Regions from separate parts of the Hermetia illucens genome. Here region 1 is linked to region 2. The links are chromatin contacts, called in public Hi-C maps. All regions are on one chromosome and are shown on one strand. Each heading gives the region's core, a stretch centred on a gene start, on an enhancer-like site or on the middle of the called end of the contact. The rest is flanking DNA. Distances are from core to core; before and after follow the strand shown.

Region 1 (6,288 bases), core at 4-2,503, 440 kb after region 2:
AAAATTTATAAAAAGCGGAAATTATTTCCAATGTGGGTGCTTCCTTTCTACTTGTTTTTAACAATTCACTTCCCAATACTCTAAAATAAGAAAAAAGGGGATCTATCTTTCCCAAAAATTAATTATCTTTATGTACACATTTTTTCAGTTTTTATGCTCCTTTTCAAAATTAAAATCCGAATATTATACTCAACAGAATGTTAAGCCCCTTTCTCGCATTTTTTGAGGAGCAAAATAGGAAGCAAAGTTATTGGAGGTTGAATCCCTTAAAGCTCTGAAATATTTACAATTATTGCATCGTTTACAAAGGACGAATTGGTAATCAAAAAGTATTTCTTCTTTTTTGGGCTTTTTATCCAGAAATTAGGTTCATTTATTTTATTTTCCACTTTTCTCTTCTGTTAGGACTCAAAAAGATGCTGGCCAAATTAACCCCAAATTGGGCTAAGACTATTTAACATTTAAAAATTCAAAACATGAATAAGATATACTCTCGCAAGCAACTAGGTCACACTTTCCCACAATCACACCTTTTAAACACTTGAAAAAGATAAAAACAAAACAAAATCAGATACATACCTTCGTAGTGCAAAATTCACCCACGTTGTGCGCCGAATTTAAATTTTCACTTCTGCAATGTTTATCGTCAGAAACAGATTCACTATCGTCACGAACGCATAGAAATCATTTGTCTTAATATCTTTAGTAACTTTTTCTAATTTATTTATTATTTTTTTTAAATCAAATCACATTTAAATATTTTTTTCCAAAAAATCCACTCATTTCGGACCAATATTTGTTCATAAAGTCCCACTTTTTTTAAACAGTTTTTCACCACAAACGATTTATTTTTAAACGAAAACGGTTTAGTATTTGTCAAATTAAGATAAATTTATGTAATTACGATTATCAGTATCTTCAAAAATTCTGACACAATATTCAAAAATGTTACACCAATAGTAATATAGTACGATATTCAAAAACGATAGATACAGTCCAACGCTACAGATATAAGATACACTTGAAACGCACCAAACGACAAGTACGAGACAACTGCCCATGTCACCGCATGGGTCGACGAATTACCGTCCCCAGATCTGGTCAAAAACTCGTTGTCATATTCTTGTCACCAATACACTACACCAACAACAAAAGAACCAACACTACTAACTAATAACAAACGCGTATAGAAAACCCATACACCTGAAATGAACTAATCCGTGAGGAGAGCAAGCGCAAATCCAATTCAGGTTTTTTCATTTCGGTCACCTTACCGTCATCGTGTCAGCCAAAATGTCACCAATACAATTTGAAGTAAATAGGACCCGGTTTTCGGTATGTGATTCCATGTTGTAGAAAGAGTGAGACTCAAACCAGATTTCACAGGGTAATAGCGACAGTCAGAGAAGTTGAGAGAAGGCGGTAGGTAAGGTAGTTCGCCCAGAGCTACAGTCGCTGGTTTCGGAGGGGAAACCAAGTTTCATGCTCTTAAACTCTGGTCTCACCATTTGTACTCAGATAAAAGCATAGTCAAAGTGTTGGTGAACTGATGAATACATTCGTATCTCTGAGTTAGGAAGAGCCTCAGAGCCTCTTCTGTAGCGCTGTATCTTCCTAACGATATGATAAAAGTATCTCAGTATTTGTGCGTCTCAGCCACCCTCAATATAGAGTACTTCGAAAGCACATCAACTACCACCACTCTACAACGACATCAACCCAACGACAAATCGTGGGACGACACTTTTCTGTTGTTGGTGACATGTGCGACTTATGACCAACTGGGAATTGGCTAAAATGCGTCACATTGATTCGAAATCATTGAACCAATACATTGAAACTGTATACATAGAATGAGCTTGGATTGAATAAGAGCGAAGGAAACAGATTCACTGAAATGTCGTCTTTGTCGCACTGAATATAATTCTCCAATCAAATGCGACATTGGGTGCCGGGAGGATGGGAATTTCGGTGACAGTGTCCCGGAGATAGCAATTGAGGGAAGGACTACGGGGACGGCAACAGGACAAGGACATCTGGGACCTAGGTGTGACAAAGGAAACACTGCATTATATTATGTACATGCTTGGTTTTCCTTGGCACTGGATACATAGGAAGTATTTAGATAGAATGTTAGGTAAGGGTGGGCGATGAAAATTCTAAGCCAATAGTGTGAAGGGAGACAAGAATGAGTGACAGAACGCTGGATATTTTGGGATCGAATGATTTGATACACATAAGATAGATATCGTATTATAGGCTAACTGCTTTGATGAGTGTCAATTTATCTAAAATATCCAGACAACTCTTATCTAGATTATACAGAAAAGGTTGTGTGTGATTGATCGAAATCAGTATCAAATTAGCTTAGTATGTCCTAGAGTTTGTCTCTCAGTTTTAGTTCTATTTGAACTACTTTCTTTGAAAAGAAAACCATTTAAACAGACAAAAACAAAGCAGAGTTCTCCTTGAACGTAGGCTAAATATTTACCCCGAACAAAAGGAAGTATCCCCAAGCCATAAAGCGCTACAAAAGCAAGAATCATCCAATAACTAACCCCCAAAATCAAGCGGCCTCGCCAGGCACAGTTGATGGCCAATCGATACTAATTGGTTTGCGTGAACCTTAAAGTACGCTCGCAAAGGATGATGCATGGACGATCCAGCCAACAAACACTCAGTCATCCATTCAACCATGCTCCACTGCTTGAATCTTAAAGAGCTCCCTTGTTCTTAGCCTTTCTCCTCATCATACGTTGGTTCGTTTAATCTTCGACTTCGCTTTCTCTTCACCCCTTCCTGATTTCTATCCGGGGGCCGGTCGAGGCAATCGTTAATCAACGGCGCAAAAAGGGATACGATACGACGCGTCGTCGATAAGCAGGAGTTTTAGCACAATTTTCACGGAAAAGGATATGCCACGAAAGATCTAATGATGGATGACCCAGTTTTTCGGGACAAGATGAGAGTCCATCGGCTTTAATTTTTTTCTTTGCTAGAAGTTAAATAACTTGGATAGTGGCTAGTTTTCATTGGAGGGGATGTAAAGCAAATGAGGTGCAAGTAAAGGTAAGAGTACCGATTTCTAGGGAAATGTGAAAGCGAAAAGTTTATGGGATGAAAATCTGAAAGCCAAATGCGGTTTGTAGTTGAATAACTGCACAAAGTTTCAGGCTATGAAAATTTTCAATTATTTTAGTAAACCGAATTCATACAAGCGCAATGAACTATGATTTTGAGATTGAAAAAAAATGTTTTCTGGGGATTATACTATTTAGCTTTGGTATGTATAAAAAGGGTGTTCTCTCGGGGCTTAGGTATTAATTTTAATCAAAATTTGAGAGCCCTTTTAATCTGGGATGTCTTTATACAGTTTAGAGATTACCTATCTATCTATCTAATATATCTATCTAATTTAAGAAAATTTAGTTTAAAGACTCCACAGGAGCACCAATAAAGCTTTCTCCTGCTTGAGAAGCAAAGGAACTTTGAGTCAAATATTATTGGAGGCATGATCTCCGCTCTTCGTTGATTTCGAGAAAACTTTTGACAGCGTCAAAGGGAGTGTATCTGGAATACTCTATGCAATAGGGGAATTCTGGAGATGCTAAAAGCCTACCGACCTGTTATTGCACAAAAGCATTCTCCCTTGCACCTTGGCCAAATAGCTCTGGGTGTAGAAAGACAGGCAACCAGAGACGGGCTAAAGATAAACACCGTCAAAATCAAGGATCTCAGTCTAACTGGTCGTAGCATTTTTCCTATCGGTACTAACGGCCAGAACGTCGAGGGCGTGAATCAATTTGTTTATCTTGGTAGCGTCGATTCTGCCGACGGCAGCATCGACTTTGATATCATCCGGCGCAGTAACAGCGTTAGATTAACCTTTGTTGTTTTCTCTAAAATTTGGCAGAGCTGATATCTCAATAGAAACATGAAATTGAGTTTCGTTCGCGTCAATGTTTTCTCAGTGCTGTTAAATGGGAGTAGCATAAGGACAGTGACCAACCATGTTACTCACAAGCTCCAAGCTTTCATAAACACGTATCATCGGTGTACTTTAGCTTGAGAAGATCTCGAATGATGGCCGAAATCAGTGTACGGACCAGTTGCCGTTGATTAAAGGGCGGAAGTGGAAGTGGATAGGTCAAACTTTAAAAATGAGCGGCGAATGCTTTGTTGGTTGTGCCATGCAGTGGAACCTACTTTCCCATCATCGAGTTGCTCGTCCTAGAATCTAATAGCGCAGAACAGTAAAACAAGAGTGTAGGGTTTTCGAGAAGACTTGGAGCGAGGTAAAGCACACTTCGAAGAATTGAAAACGGTAAACGCAGGCGTGGTGAACGTGCTATGCTACATTTAGGAGATATTGGTCACGATGCATAATGATCTCTAAATTATTCTAAATATATAGAATATTCCTTGGAAATTGGCTCGTCCAAAATATGCAGGCTGTGATTGGAGCACGCGTTCCATAAATGACGCGTCGATCGACAACCTCGCTCTTTAGAAATACCGGGGCCAGTGTGTGAGTGAGTGACCTTGGCCTCTTTTATCTTCGTCTGACTGTCGTAAGGGTCAAACGTTTTTTTGAAGTGGCGATAAAAGTTATCCGAAACATTAGGAAAAACGTAGATCGTCATTATCAGGAGAGCCTGAATAGCCTGAATTTACGCCATCAATCTGCCGTTTGAAGCACAGACATCATTAGTGCACCTTCAGCGTATACCTGCCCGAAATGAGTTGGCTCTCGAGCAGCCCCAATGGCTGCAAAACGAGCAACGATTCCAGCTAGGGCAGGAAACATCTAGTAAATGACGTCTTAGGGAATGGCAGTAGCAGCGCTATCCAACTAAGATTATGACTCCAACGAAACCGAACAGACTCGACCACTGCAGCAGAACAATGACAGCAAGAACCGAATCAAGCGGGGAACAATAAGTTCTTGGCCCTCAGCAAACAGCCAGGAAACCAAATTGCTTCTCTGAATAGGAACGTTGGTGAACCGCGCCATGCCGTAAAGTCAAGGATATGAAGAGCGAGCAAGTATCCTCGCCCAGCACCGGCCAACGAGCAATCTACTCAGATTTAGAATCCTGCAGCTCCCATCTCGCACCTAATCAACAAAGATACGTTTCAACGCCACAAAGAGCTGCCCAGTCATCAACATCATCGAAAGTGGCCACACCACTGACCACCGCAACAGAACCACCGGTACCACCAGCACGTCACTTCACAGGTAAGCCTAAGCCTACACTCGCCATCCAAGGTATTCCCAAAGAGAAAAGTCTCAAAACCTCTCATCCATCTTAGTGATGGAAAACCCAGAGTCTTCCCGCTTAACCAAAGCGAATATCACGAAGAATTTACCGAACAAGTTTCTGAATGAAAAACTCAGAAGTAACTCTCATCACATCCTGTCATCCACGGCTAATAATTTACTAGTCAGTCACCAAACGAAATTTGGCCAAAATTTCATCCCTGATTATCAGCGGCTTATACCATAGTTGGCCCGCTTAGGAAATTTTTAACTGATCCCCACGCTTATCGTAAATATTACGAACAAAAAACTCTTCCCTTCACAACAAGGTCGACAGTTGTAAACCGTCAAAGTATTAACCCAATTAACCCAAGTCAAGGAACTCAATCAATCATACGATCTTTGAAACGAAGTAAATTTTTTCAATGCAAAAACTACCAGCGTGTGGGACACGCAGCTTCCAACCGCCACTTCGGCTATCGTTGCCTGCCTCCACATTCCTGGAGGATGTTGTGGCACTCCAGAAGGAAGCCCCAAGAGTGTCAACCTTGGAAGCGACGACCTTGCCAATTGTAGAAATTGCTTCGCATTTATTAGGGTAGCCTAAATAACCCTTCATTTACGAAACTATCAGTCTACTTCACTGAGTCTGTATGCAACAGTAGTTAACAAACAAATACCAGAGCGATTAGGATACCAGTTACAGGGTTGCATCCTGTTGCCGTTATTATTTCTTCTTGCTATCGGTGATGTTCTTCATGCTGCCTTGTCCGGAACACGTGGAGGAATTCAATGGACGATGACATCTTTCCTTAAACATTTAGACTTCGCTGTTGACATCTGTTTACTCTCTCACACGGTCGTGGATGGCTCAAGATTTGGAAAGTGTGCCAAGGAGAGTTAGACTAAAGGTAAACGCCAATAAAACCGAGGACCGGATTCGCGCTTGGATTTGCAGGGCACAATGCACGTTGCCGCAAGGAGGAGGAGAGTACTCTTCAGAGTTCCATAATCTTACTTCGCTTAAG
Region 2 (6,656 bases), core at 1,191-3,690:
ACTAAAATATATCTTCCTGAGAACAAAAGGTAATCCTACTGCAATGAAAAATGATCGTATTTTAGTATTCTTTCTTCTCAGAGGGTCACAGATTGGTTTTAAAATATGGCGGTCAGAAATAGGAAAAGAAATTTGGCCGAATGTGTTTTCTAAGGAATATTTCTCTAATTTCTTTAAGACTTCTAAATCTAAGCTACATGGGAAAGGCTTTATATATAATACATTTTTTTTGTGAAGAAATGGAGCATTGTATAATTTGAGGCTTTTCAAAGAGACTTTCGCGGTTTGTGAATAACTCGCCCTAGGTTTGACCAAGCCTAGGAGTTACCGCAAGTTACCAGGGATGATTTTTTAAAAATCTTTTCTACACATAACTGACTCTATGGATGTAATGCAAGGGCCTGATAAAAAGTTATTTGATATGCCACTGTTTAAAAGGATTGCGGATACAAAATATATCCGTTCCTTCCGTATTGTTAATCAAAAATTGAATCTTACCTTTCTCGCAATAAATCCCTCAGTTTTATCTCGTTGTATCCTTTTATCATTCGCTTATCTTAGGACCACTTTCACTGAGCATTTCTTAATCATTTTTCAAGATCATCAATTCGTTTTCAAAGATAATTTCAATTTTCATTAGAATTTAACATTCATTTCCGTAACATTTTCAATGGGAAAAAAATTGTCATACAAATTCGCCCACATTGTGCGCACATTTCGTAAAGCCACGAACATACCAATTCGCACAAACAACGCGACAAAAACCATAAACTCTGTTATCCTTTTCAAATCCTCATCTAATTTGAATGTGCGAAGGAAACACCAGAACATCCTTTCCGTGATTGCTTTGTTGTTTTTCCGTTGCCGAAATTTTCACCCGAGCGGCAGTAATAATTTCATTTGGCGCGGCTCGAACAGAAAGACAAAAAAAAAAACGCACACAAAACACCCGAAATCCTTGCACTAATTGCTCGTCGTTGAGTGGAATCGGGTCAATCCGGTCGCGGCGCGACATAAAAAAATTGTTGACCGCAACTCCTGAATGTGTACTACACGTTGTCCGGGATGTCTCTTCCTGCGACCAGGTCTCGCGTTTAATGTTCTCGTCCTTGGTACTCTACGCGACAGGCATAAAGCAAACTCACACCGCCCAGGTGTAAAGATCTGGTCAGAGCGTCGAGATGGTCGGGTGATCCTTTGAATATTTCAGGCTGGAGGGACGAGCGAAAAAAAGACCAAGAGTAGTAAAAAATGAGGCTGCAATCTCGGTATCAATTTCGACGAATGGCTGCTACTGCGACCGGATGCCTGGCTGTGTGTCTTTGGGTGCTTTACTGAGTCGCACGGAGCTGGGAGCGTCTCTCGACCAATGACACTTCGCGACAGAATGGGAACCGGATCAAGGCGTTGTGCGGCAGGCCCGAATCCGAGCTGGACAACGATGGGAACGGGCGACGATGCAACAGGGAGGCGGTAGCAGCGACAAAAAGGCGACCAAGACGACAACAACGGGACGAAGAAGAAGACAACAGCAATGCCGGGATATGGCGACAGCAATACAGTGACACCGCACAGTGGCAGTCTCCTGTTTCGTCCTCGTCCTCGACCGGCAGCGGGAGGGGCTGATGCACCGTCGTCGGAGGATGTCACCCGAACTTAGGGGCACGGATCATCAGGAGGCGGATGCGACATGTTGCATGTTGAAATCGACGATGAATTATAGTCAACTGTGAACGCTCGCACAAATGGGATCAGGAGTTCTTTACAAGTGACAGTAGGGGGACACTACAGGAAAAAAAATCAGTTGCCGAGGATTGTCTGCAATTTGGTTGGCTGGTGACAAAAACGATAATGTCGTCCGACTCTCCTAACAAATGGCGGACTGACGCGGCAAGAACGCGGGACAAGTCCACAAGGCGGACGCAACGATTGAACTGCGTTCAAAACGCAAACGGCAGCGCAATTCGGCGACCACCAAAAGCAAGTGTGACGCGGACGTGAATGGGAACGACAGCGGCCAAAGCGACGGCGACGACAACGACAACGCGCGCGAAGAGAGCCAAAAGCCAACACAAAGTCAGTCCGCGTTAGCGTCAGGTGTCGCCCGTCCAGCGTTGAGCGTTCAGCCACCGAACCGCATCCAGGAGACTAAAGCGCCACAGCCAAAAACAACTAGCGCAACAACAAAACACAATACAACACAATAACAACGGCACCGTCAGCCGCGCCAGCAACAACAACGGGGGCCAAAAAGAACACGAGAAGCGGCAGTCGCGTCCGTCTAATGCCGGAGCAGTAACGTTCGGCTCCGCATTACGACAACGCGAACGGCATCGGTGACGAAACAGCGTCACTCGCTTGCGACTTCCTCTCGACTCTTTTGACTCGACCGCCGGACTTAGCGGCCCCAACAAACACATGCAAATGGGCGTATGCGAGCGAAGTATACATGGGCGGCCGAGGGGTTCAGGCCCCGCCGCATCGCGCGCCCCGAACGACACTCGCAGTCGCTCGGCTCATCCACGACGACGGTCCCCAAAAGCGAGCTCCACAATGTTGTCTCCAACCTCAGAGACAAACGAGCGCGACCAACAAAGCAACGACATATCGCACACAGCTACGCATTCGCCTTTGACACCAACACACGGACCCATCAGCTCCACAATCTCATGTACCCTCCCACCCCGGTCCCGCCTTGCTCGAAGTAACAGCAGCAAACAGTTCACATACTACCGAGCGAAACTTGGTAAATAAATCAGTCAACAAAGAGAGAACTTCTCAAAGAGAGCATTGATCGGTAATGCAGGCTCACACTTGAAAACACGTTACTCGCCGAAACCCTCCATCGACCTTTCTTCCCATCAATGCATTTGTCCTTTGTCACACTCAGGGATTCATGTTGCGGGACCATTGCTCGGTAGACGAGCGGAGAAGACACACCATGGAAAACCCAGGCGATATCAACCCTACGGAGGGGTAGCTCCCAAGTAGTACGCACACATTCTCGAGCCTCACCAGCCCAACCAAACAAGTGCCTCGGGTCGAAGTCTCTCTTCCTCCCCACCCCGCCGCCGAACACTTGTGACGGTGACAAATCTGGCCTACTGCTTCCACTCCAAGGACACGAGTCCAAGAGTCACTGACTGTGGGAACGACAGGCGGGATTACACCCCACCTCTGGGTATCGCGACAATGTGTGCGCCGGATAAGCGACACACGAACGCGACAGAGACGGAAGAAATATGGGCAGAAGTACGTGAGCGACTCGAATGCGACATCAGCGAATGAACGAGCGAGTTGGGAGGCGAGTGTTAGTGTGTCGCATTGACTGTTTGTGTATTTGCCGATTGTGGGACGTCACCGGAGTACGTGAATGGAGACAGAGTCGCGAGTCAGGCTCATTTCAGAGGACATGCGACTTGTTTCTGTCCCTGTTCTCACTGCGGATTGTTTTTTTGTGTGCTGGTGTGACGCTCGGACGGATGGCATGGAGGCGCATAGAGCACATGTAAACAGGCGACGCAAAAGAGATGACAAACAATTTATAATCCCCACCACCTTTGTCGCGCGGAGGGTGTTAATGAAATTGAGAATGTTCCTGGATAAGGGAGAATAAATCGTGGGAGGACATCGTGTGGAAATCACGTATGGGAAAATAAAGGCGACATTTTCTTATATACAAAGCGTGTATATGCAACATCGTTGTCCCGCAAAGAAATTGGACCATTTTCCAGTAAATTTATGTACGCGAAAGAGTTTAGATAAATTCGACTTTTTCCCAAACTCAGCTTCAAAAGGATTTTGATATGACTTAGTTGTTTTGTAAGCGAAGATTTCTGCACTCGGATTTGAATTAAACATTTTTGAATGCAACAAACTTTTTTGGTATAGTTTTGACTCACATTGGGCGCCGAAATGATTAAGTTGTTGAACTGCCTGGCGGCTTGGATTGGTTGAACCTGGAACGGATTTTCAGGGAAATTTAGGAAAACGGAAGGATGAGCAATAGTTATGAAGATGATGAACTTCTTAATTTACGGAAAAGCTCGCATTGAACACTAGTTCCGAAGCGAAAGCATAGCCGAATGGGGCGGCTTTAATTTTGATTTTCATTGGGTTAACGCCTTTAATCTCTCTTGTCTGGCTTTTTCGGTGCATTTTGACTAGTTTATTGTAAGTTTTAAGTTTAAAATCATTTTTAAAGGAAAGCCACCGATAAATCTCTGGAATTTGTGAGTAAACTATGGAAAGGTTCATTCATAAACTATTCAATCAGCTCTGTAAGGTGAAATAGTTAATCCTGACTGTGGAGAAATACTGTGGTTCTGGGTGTTGCGTAAATGGGGCTTGGAAAAATGTATATTGAAGAAAAAGGAAATCAGCGGAAAACTGATTGTAGACACTAAAAGGACACAAAATGGAGTTGATGTAGATATAGAAAAGCGTAACTACGAGCATGGTGGCCTGAAAGAGAAAAAGAGCATCAAACTCCGATACAGATTGGGATCGGGAAAGTTAAAAAACTGGCGAAAAATGGAGTAATCTTTCGCAAAAATTTAAAGACCGAGATAGTGGGAAAACTAAGCAGAATTTTTTAGGAAAGGGTGAAATAGCTAATCGGTATATAAATTGGGAGATCGAAATGTTGGGAAAAGTGTCGACAAATAGAAAACCTTTTGATAACCTGATGATGAACCTCGATATCTTTATGCGGGGTTGGAGCACAAGGAGCTACATTTATGATCACTAATTCAGAGCGAAAATGACACTGCAAAACGCTGTATGAAAGTTGGGAAAATAGGCGCAAATGACCTTTGGAAAAGGTCTATTTATTGTGAAATTAAGTGTGGATCCACGAATTGCAAAGTCCTCCCTTAAATCTGAATAAACTATCTTAAATTAAAAATTTCTATGTAGGATTCAGATGAGGACGGTGCATTTCTTGCTGCCCCGGGTTCAAATCTTGGTTCCTTGAAATAATAATGAAACCAAATCACAGACTTGTTGAAAATCCAATAGGCAGCAAACAAAATAACATTACCAGCAACATGCGGATGCTCTGTTCTGGAGCTGGAATGAACAGGAGACATATTTAATATATATACAAAATGAGTAACGGATTTCAAATGTAACTTTGATGGCAGGAGTTAGGTCGTTTTCATTATCAAAAAGATATCAAAAGGAAATAGGACAAAAAAGATATATATAACCATGGCTAACGCGGAAACGAAAATAGCACCGGGATGAAAATGCGATGGCCGAGCAGGTTGGGCTCCAACTTTGAATCCGTATCTGGCAGCTGGATGCTCGTGTTTAGAGTTGACTTTGGTCTGTTTTGTAGGTTTGCTGCAGTATCTGTGATGATAGCGAAACTGAAGCCTAGTTTTAATTTAAGCAGCGAAGAATGGAGACAAGGGGAACTGCTAACTATATGTTTTCCTTGTGCAGAGAGAGGGGCAAAGTTGAGAATATGAAGGGAGGTGGATTAAGAGCGTCGTGGGTCACCTTGCTCAGGTGGCGAGATAGATCAGCTGTGGGAGCGGCAACCTCTGTAGAGCAGTGTACCTTCCCTGTCGAACAGACCGCTGTCACTGTTGCTTGGAATGTGGAGTTGCGGGAATCGATTTTTACGAAGGAAGTTTTCTCAACCGTTTTCATATTAATGAGAACTCATTAGCTAAGGTTGGCCTAAGCATTGAACTTCATAGATAAAGACCAAAAATTGAACCGAAATAGTAATGACTCGATACGCTGGATGGCGAAAAACTCTCGACTCCGCACGGATCATGTCTATGGCTGAGAAAAGTGGGGGCATAGACTAATGAAGAAAAAGATTTGGCTTCAATTGAAAAAATCGTATTTTTGTCCTTCTTCAGATCTTCAAAAAAATTATTAAAAAAGCGAAAAAAACACGGGACCGGGGACCCCCTTAAGAAATTTAGTGACTTACTTTCTCGTAAATTTCCTGTCCCTGGGAGCGGGAAGCAGTATAGGCAAACGAAATTTCAGTTTAAAAACAAAAATCACGTCTCAGCAATCCGGAGATAAAAAAAACTCTTCGTTCCTCAAAGGTTGCAGATACAACTCAAAATTCACTCAGCGAACCGTGTCCTGGCCCAAACTGTTGATCTAAACAGAACAGTTCAACATTTGATTAAAGAGTTGACACGTCTAGTTTCAAAGGGGGAAGCTTCAAGCCTCCCGGTCTTCTGTTCACGCAACGTCCTACTGGCTTGTTTTCCAGTTTGTTTCCTCTGAATTTCATAATAGTCACTGTTTTACTAGAAATTTTACAATGAGTAATGTTTGAACGAGGGGGGGAATTTTGCGGAATACCTAGCCATTTATAAACATATGGGTACAGTGGCGGATGAATCCGAAGGTGGTTAATGGTCTAATTGGCTGTTTGTAGCGGCAAATGTTGACCTTTGCTTGGTGGGTTTGTTGCTGAAAAAGGCGTCAAGGAAGTGTGCAAAGCCACAAATAGAGAAAAAAGCACTAACGTCACCAATTTTTCTTTCAGCCATTACCTTTCCACATGGAAGAGGACAACTGGTCCTCAAAATAGCGGCATATGAGAAATAAAAAATTCACTATTTTGCATTTAAAAAAAATGTCGGTTTTTTCATTATTTGCCGAAGGAGCCTTCTGAGTAA

Evidence for each region. Hi-C and Micro-C count contacts between places; a contact is called where the count stands out from the background.
Region 1: a Hi-C map of whole body shows a contact between it and region 2, with 10 times the contacts expected there. The contact joins the promoter of LOC119656158 here to the promoter of LOC119655578 in region 2. A contact is called at or near these places in 2 of 2 Hi-C or Micro-C datasets (an unstated tissue and whole body).

The regions. Positions count from the first base shown.
Region 1 is chr4:25,238,973-25,245,260 of iHerIll2.2.curated.20191125, forward strand. It overlaps LOC119656158 (protein disconnected), which reads right to left and starts at 1,254. Exons shown (of 2, transcript XM_038062495.1): 1 at 580-1,254.
Region 2 is chr4:24,796,190-24,802,845 of iHerIll2.2.curated.20191125, forward strand. LOC119655578 reads right to left here and starts at 2,441. Exons shown (of 2, transcript XM_038061511.1): 1 at 499-2,441.